Regions from separate parts of the Macaca mulatta genome. Here region 1 is linked to region 2. Evidence: chromatin contacts called from public Hi-C data. All regions are on one chromosome and are shown on one strand. Each heading gives the region's core, a stretch centred on a gene start, on an enhancer-like site or on the middle of the called end of the contact. The rest is flanking DNA. Distances are from core to core; before and after follow the strand shown. Region 1 holds the start of PRKCSH (PRKCSH beta subunit of glucosidase II). Region 2 holds the start of SWSAP1 (SWIM-type zinc finger 7 associated protein 1).

The links. A called contact is a pair of places that touch in the nucleus more often than the background predicts.
Region 1: a Hi-C map of fetal cortex germinal zone shows a contact between it and region 2, with 1.8 times the contacts expected there. The contact joins the promoter of PRKCSH here to the promoter of SWSAP1 in region 2. A contact is called at or near these places in 2 of 14 Hi-C or Micro-C datasets (cortical neurons and fetal cortex germinal zone).

The regions. Positions count from the first base shown.
Region 1 is chr19:12,167,459-12,170,987 of T2T-MMU8v2.0, forward strand. It overlaps PRKCSH (PRKCSH beta subunit of glucosidase II), which reads left to right and starts at 2,050. Exons shown (of 18, transcript XR_013408985.1): 1 at 2,050-2,121; 2 at 2,488-2,611; 3 at 2,804-2,920. It overlaps ODAD3 (outer dynein arm docking complex subunit 3), which reads right to left and starts at 2,197. Exons shown (of 13, transcript XM_077977737.1): 1 at 2,105-2,197. The coding sequence starts at 2,186.
Region 2 is chr19:12,108,891-12,112,943 of T2T-MMU8v2.0, forward strand. It overlaps SWSAP1 (SWIM-type zinc finger 7 associated protein 1), which reads left to right and starts at 1,855. Exons shown (of 3, transcript XR_013408949.1): 1 at 1,855-2,118; 2 at 2,704-3,334.

The sequences.
Region 1 (3,529 bases), core at 800-3,299, 59 kb after region 2:
CTCTTAGTCCCCCAAGGCTGACAACTATTATGCAGAGTCAGGATTCCAACCCAGAAAATCTGGCTCTAAAATCTATGCTCAGGCCAGGTGCGGTGGCCCATGCCTATAATCCCAGCACTTTGGGAAGCTGAGGAGGAAGGATTGCTCAAACCCAGGAGTTCGAGACCAGCCTGGGCAGCATAGTGAGACCCCATCTCTACAAAAAGTAAGAAAATTAGCCAAGCACAGTGACATATGCCTGTAGTCCCAGCTACTCAGGAGGCTGAGGTGGAAGGCTCGCTTGAGCCCAGCTATTATCGAACCACCGCACTCCAGCCTGAACAGCATAGCAAGAACCTGTCAGAAAGAAAGAAGGCTGGGGGTAGTGGCTCACACATGTAATCCCAGCACTTTGGGAGGCCAAGGCCGGTGGATCACTTGAGATCAGGAGTTCGAGACCAGCCTGGCCAACATAGTGAAATCCTGTCTCCACTAAAAATATAAAAATTAGGTGTGGTGGCATGCACCTGTAGTCCCAGCTAGTCAGGAGGCTGAGGCAGGAGAATTACTTGAACCTGGGAGGCAGAGATTGCAGTGAGCCGAGATCACGCCACTGCTCTCCAGCCTAGGCAACAAAGCAAGACCCTGTCTAAAAAAAAAGAAAAAAAAAAAAAAGGCCGGGTGCAGTGGCTCACACCTGTAATCCTAGCCAGCACTTTGGGAAGCTGAGGTGGGCGGATCACGAAGTCAAGAGATTGAGACCACCCTGGCCAATATGGTGAAACCCCTTTGTACTAAAAACACAAAAATTAGCTGGGCATGGTGGCGCGTGCCTGTAGTCCCAGTTACTCTGGAGGCTGAGGCAGGAGAATTGCTTGAACCTGGGAGGTGGAGGTTGCAGTGAGACCAGATCGTTCCACTGCACTCCTGCCTGGCAACAGAGTGAGATTTCTGCCAAAAAAAAAAGAGAGAGAGAGAGAAAATAAATTACAGGAAAGTATGAAGTACAGTTCATTCGGTTCTGAACTCATGAGAAGTTTTGAGAGAGAGAGGATGAAAAACATGAATCAAGTATGAGTTTTTGCCCAGAAACTGTTCACCTAGACTCATGCTGGAGAAATACCTTTGTCACACCATGCCTGGTCAGAAGATTGGATGGGCACTGTTGACCCCTGACCCTCTGTACCCTCTGGAGCCATCTTACCTAACAGTTGTATCTTTTTATGTAACTCAGCCACCTGAGCGTGCACAGAGGGCTTCCCGGCATCTCTGTGGAAGGATCCTCCCTTGGAACGGCCGGGGGGCCAGGCCTGGGCTGCTCCCTTGCCTCGGAGGTGGCTGGGTTTGCCCGAAGCCTCCCTGCCCTTGACCTTGGAAGAGGGCGTCGAAACCTGGTCCTGAGGAGGCAGGGCGTTGGCGGAGGCCGCCCTGCACAGGGGAGATGTCATGATGGGGTTGGGGCCGAAGGCCCCTAGGGGTTAGGGGGACAACTAGGAGTCAGTCGCTCCTGTCAGGGATCCGTCAGCTCGGATTCCTAGGGCTCTGAAAAATGCACTTTCCGACCGCTAGGTGGTTGCTCTCCGCATCTCTCGGTTGCTAGGTAACCGCCTCCCGTCTCCCTCCAGTGTTTCCATGGAGACCACCCGCGTTCCGTGGCTGACAGTGCGTTCTCATTGGCTGAGGCTGCATAGAGGGGCGGTCCCAACAGAGGGGCAGGGCAGAGCCGCGCTACAGGACAGACGATCTGGGCACTTTGGGGTCACGTGCTCATTCCGTTTCCTTACCCCCGTCCCCCGCAACCTTATCCCGCCCCTGGGGGTTCGTGCGCATTTTTCAGGAACTTTCTTTCCAGCTTGAGGTGCCGCCACTCCCAAGATGGAGGTACGTTGCGCCGCCATTAAGAGCTAGCCCTCAGAACCATCCTCTCTAAGGCTTCACAGTCCTGCCCAAGATGGCCGTCTCGGCTTTGGCACCGCCCCTACTCCTGACTCTCCCAACATGGCTACCCTGACTCCCCGTTCGCGGTGCGGGACGTACGACCGGAAGTGACGGGTCCGACAGTTCCGCTTTCTTTCTGCAGCAGGAACCGTGGCTGCCGGTCAAGAGGGGCGCGGTGGATACTGACCTTTGCTCCGGCCCCGTGTAGGTGTGAACGAGCGGGTGGGAGGGCACCTCAGTTTCCTGCAGGGGGCAACCGGAGGGTGCATATGTGGGTGTGGACGGCGGAAACTGTTAATCCCTTTGGCCCGTTGGCGGGAATTGGGTCACAATTGGGCACAGGGAGCGGAGGTTTTGAGATCTTGAGATCCTCGCCATTGATTTGAGCAAAGTGAGACTGGCCAGGATTGGGGAGATCGCTGCCCCTCGCCCCCATATCGGAAACAAAGTGAGGCCTCATTGCCTGGAAGCGATGGAGGAATCCAATTGGCTGGAAGTAGCCCTCTCCCACTGACCGGGATCCCCTTTCTTCCTGCAGCGTGAAGACACAGCGCGTCTTCCCGCTGTCAGCTTCCTCCCACAGAACCCGTTTCGGGCCTCAGAGCCTCTGGCGAGATGCTGCTGCCGCTCCTTCTGCTGCTACCCATGTGCTGGGCCGTGGAGGTCAAGAGGCCCCGGGGCGTCTCCCTCACCAGTGAGTCCTCCTGTTCACCCTCCCGCCAGGCTGGAGGTGGGAGGGGCCAACATTGGGCCTTGGGGATAGGCATTTACAACCTTTTGCCTCAGTTTCCCGGTAGTGCTCCGCTGGTGGGGGTGGGAGGACAGAGGTGGTATTTGATGGAGAAGGCGCTTTCCTGCCCTGGGCTGAGCTTCCTGCACCCCACAGATCATCACTTCTATGATGAGTCCAAGCCTTTCACCTGCCTGGACGGTTCGGCCACCATCCCATTCGATCAGGTCAACGATGACTATTGCGACTGCAAAGATGGCTCTGACGAGCCAGGTGAGCCTTTTCTCTGTTCATCCATCAGATATTTATTGAACGCTGCTCATTGCCAGGCCCTGTCTGTGTGACCAAGATACTCCCTATGCTGACTCCCCCTTGAGTGGGCAGAAACAAGCCCAGCAGTCAGTAGTCAGTGGTCAGTGGTCAGTCTTATGGCCCCGGGCAGCTGGAGGAGCCCAGAGTCCTCCTACTCCCAAGCCTAGGGGTCAGAAAAGGCTCCTCCAAGGAGGTGAGGTTTCAGTTAAATCCCGAGGGTGCTGCAGATGGAGGGGCCAACATGGGCAAACCCCTGGAAGTGGGAGACAGGGTGGGGCCAAGAGCAATCCAGCAGGAGACAGAGGTGAAGGGAAACCCTGGCTTTTTGTTTTTCTGTTTTTTGAAGAGACAGAGTCCTGCTGTGTTGCCGAGGCTGGAGTACAGTGGCATGATTGTAGCTCACTGCAGCCTGGAACTCTTGGGCTCAAGTCATCCTCCTGCCTTGGCCTTCCAAAGTGCTGGGGTTACAGGTGCAAGCCACCGTGCCTGGATGAGGCCGTTTTGTTTTGAATTTTCTTTGAGATGGAGTTTCACTCTTATCGCCCAGGCTGGAGTGCAGTGGCACGGTCT
Region 2 (4,053 bases), core at 605-3,104:
ACCACACCTGGCTAAATTTTTTTTTTTTTTGAGACAGAGTCTCGCTCTGTCGCCCAGGCTGGAGTGCAGTGGCATGATCTCGGCTCACTGCAAGCTCCGCCTCCCGGGTTCACGCCATTCTTCTGCCTCCACCTCCCAAGTAGCTGGGACTACAGGTGCCCACCACCATGCCTGGCTAAATTTTTTTTTCTATTTTTAGTAGAGATGGGGTTTCACTGTGTAAGCCAGGATGGTCTTGATCTCCTGACCTCATGATCTGCCCACCTCAGCCTCCCAAAGTGCTGGGATTACAGGCATGAGCCACACCGCGCCCAGTGATATTAAAAATTAGCACCTGGCTAATTTTTAAGTATTTTGTAGAGATGGGGTCTCACTACATTGCCCAGGCTGGTCTTGAACTCTTGGCCTCAAGCAATCCTCCTGCCTTGGCCTCCCAAAGCACTGGGACTACAGACATAAGCCACCATACCAGGCCTGTTTGTGCATCTGGAGTGTTGAAATGTGAGGTGAATCATGGGTTGTGTATCTGCTGGGGGATGGGGACTGAGGTAGGGTGTTTGACAGCGCAGTGTATCGGTGTGCTTCACTGTGTGTGTCTGCGTGTGTAGTGGCAATGTCATAGTTACGTGTTTTGCAAGAGAAAGGGTGTGGGGGATGAATGTGGGACAGAGTTTGTATGGGATGCTTTGTGTCAGGATAGGGCAAGGTTGGAGCATGTGCATGATGGAGATTCTGAAAATAGAATATATTCAGAGATGCCGTGGTGGGTGTGTGTGTGTGTAGAGGGGTGTGAGGGTGCCCAGCTGTGTGAGTGGGTGTGTTGGGGGATGTCGTGGAGCTGTTTTCTGGTCCCAGAGGGAGAGAGAAAGCCCAGGAAATCTCACTTTCTCCCTGCCCCTGGGTCTCCAGGCAACGGCACCACTTTGGAGTTACCAGGAGACAAGGTTGCCAGGGCAACACAGGCGTGAGTGGCAGCTCTGGGACGAAGTCTGGGTGAGAAGATCCAGCCAGGGATCACGATCATTCACTTTGTTCCTCCCTTTCTCCCTGTTTCTCATCAATCCCACTTCCCTTCCTTCATTGTCTTAACGAGCCTGTATTTGAGAACCTACAAATGTGCCAGGTGCTATTGTGGGTACTGGAGAACAGAAGTGAACAAGACAAACACTGTCCCTGCTGTATGTCTCCTTCAGTGTTTCAGCGCCTGTCTCTTTGTCTCTCCCGCTCCCTTCTTTGTCCTGCGGTCCTGCCCTCCCCCCGCACCACAAGGAAGGCCCCACAGAACCCCTTAGCCAGTGAGGAAGTTGAGAGCCTTCATCTCACAGACTTTCGGGGACGGCTGTGTCCCTGAGCCTGTGTCCCCAGACACACACTCCTGCCCATACTCAGGTGCACAGAAAGACAAGCACACAGCTCATCCCCCTCTTCAATTCTCAGTTGTCATTGGATGACATCAGCAAAACCACACACAAATACATGCCGATCACAATACTCCTCTGAGATATCATAAACCCCATTTTACAGGAGGGCAAACTGAGGCTAGGCGACTTTAAAGAATATGTCACTCATTCTGGTCTGCTCCTCCAATTCTTAATCCTTATATTTGTCTCATTAGCTGACAATAACAGTATTCGTGCTGGTTCCCCCAGCAGCCTCCCTTAAGGAAGGGCCTTATTTCCCTATTTCCCTCGAATGCACCCTTTCCTCCGCATAGGTTCTAACCCTTCGCTCATTCCCCAGAGGAATCGAGTTTTGATGGACAGATTCCTAAACCAATAGAGAAACTAAGTGAACTGTACCGAAGCGGCCTCGACTTGGGCGGGACTAAGACTGGGAAAGAGCCACCAATTGGACAGAGCTACGCGGCGAATGGCGGAGACGCTGAGGCGGGTGCTGACCAGGGACGGTGCGGCCTGGTCCGGGGAGGAGAACACGGCTTCCGCCGGACCGCCTTTGCTGCTTCTCGGCGCACCAGGGTCTGGAAAAACAGCGCTGCTATTTGCTGCGGCCCTAGAGGCGGCGGGGGAGGGCCAAGGCCCAGTCCTCTTCCTGACACGGAGGCCTCTACAAAGCCTGCCCCGCGGGACCGGAACGACTCTAGACCCAATGCGACTCCAGGTAACTGTGCGGTGGGAGTGGAGGCGTTCTAGCCAATGGTGGAGTAGATCCGGGACTACTGAGTGACAGGTAGACAAGCCCATGGAGGGGACGGTGGAAGGGCGGGCCAGGGCAGCCACGATGGGGCGGAGTCAGGCAGGCGCAGTGAGGGGTGGCACCACGCGGAGCTTAATTAAGATTGAAGTGAGAGCCCATCCAATGATGGGCGGTGTTAGCAAGAGGCGGTGCCCAGAGGGTGAAGTCAGGCCCATCAAGGGGCGGGGCCAAGCTTGGGTCCATTCAGGACCAGAGTTGGCTCCTGTTGGTGTCAAGGATGAGGTCAGACCGACAATGCAATGCTGGGGGACGGTTTTCCGTGGAAAAACTGCCCTAGAGATTTGGCCAAAAACAAGCAAAAATGACTTGCCCTCAACTAATACTCGGCAGTGATGAGTGCTGGAAAAAGGGACGAATACAAGAATATTTAACCACTCTGAGCTGGTTCATCCTGGAACCAAGGAAAGTATGCAAGGAGGCAGGGTTCTCTTGCAAGCAGTCTGGCTTCTTGTGCTGAATCCGGCCCTTTCCTTCTGTTTCTCCTTCTAGAAGATCCGCTTCCAGTACCCACCCTCAACCCGAGAGCTTTTCCGGCTCCTGTGCTCTGCCCATGAAGCCCCGGGGCCAGCCCCCTCCCTTCTGCTGCTCGATGGCCTAGAAGAGTACCTAGCGGAAGACCCAGAGCCCCAGGAAGCCGCCTACCTCATTGCCTTACTTCTAGACACAGCTGCCCACTTCAGCCACCGGCTTGGGCCTGGCCGGGACTGTGGGCTCATGGTGGCCCTCCAGACCCAGGAGGAGGCAGATAGTGGGGACGTCCTGCACCTGGCACTGCTCCAGCGGTATTTTCCTGCCCAGTGCTGGCTGCAGCCAGATGCACCAGGTCCAGGAGAACACGGCCTCCGAGCCTGCCTGGATCCAGGCGGGCTGGGCCCCAGAACAGAGTGGTGGGTGACTTTCCGATCAGATGGAGAAATGATGATTGCTCCATGGCCCACCCAGGCTGGTGACCCCAGCTCAGGCAAGGGTTCAAGCTCTGGAGGCCAGCCCTGAGCTTTGGTGGGTGACCACCTCTCTGTGTTTCAGTTGCCCATGGCTACTTACCTCAGGGACATATGCAGATCCAAAGACCTAAACAATGTAAAGTGCTTTTTCTCTTTTAAAAGTATAGCATTATCTTGTATCTATTGTACCCAATCAATATATTGTTTAGTTTTGTTGCTTTAAACTTTATAAAAAGAGCTTCAGGCCGGGCGTGGTGGCTCACGCCTGTAATCCCAGCACTTAGGGAGGCTGAGGCAGGCAGGTTACCAGAGGTCAGGAGTTGGGAGACCAGCCTGCCCAACATGATGAAACCCTGTATCAACTAAAAATACAATAAAAATCAGCTGGGTGTGGTGGCAGGTGCCTGTAATCCTAGCTACTCGGGAGGCTTAGGCAGGAGAATCGCTTGAACCCAGGAGGCGGAGGTTGCAGTGAGCCAAGATTGTGCCATTACACTCCAGCCTGGGCGACAAAGCGAGACTCCCAAAAAAAAAAAAAAAAAAAAAAGTTTCATGATAAACATAATCTTCTGAGACTTCCTTTTTGCACTCAACGTTGTTACTAAGATTCAGCTACATTTTTTTAGTTCATTCCTTTTTCCGTATTGCATATAATTCCATGGGTGACTATACCCTGATTTCTTCATTAGATTGCCTTATTTACTGCTGTGAACATTCTTGCACACATGTCCTGGCACGTGTGTGTGTTTTCAGGGGCCGAGACAGGTGGATCACCTGAGGTCAGGAGTTGGAGACCAGCCCAGCCAACATGGTGAAACCCCGTCTCTACTAAAAATACAAAACTTAGCCAGGCGTGGTGGCTGGCACCTGTAATCCCAGCTACTTGGGAGGCTGA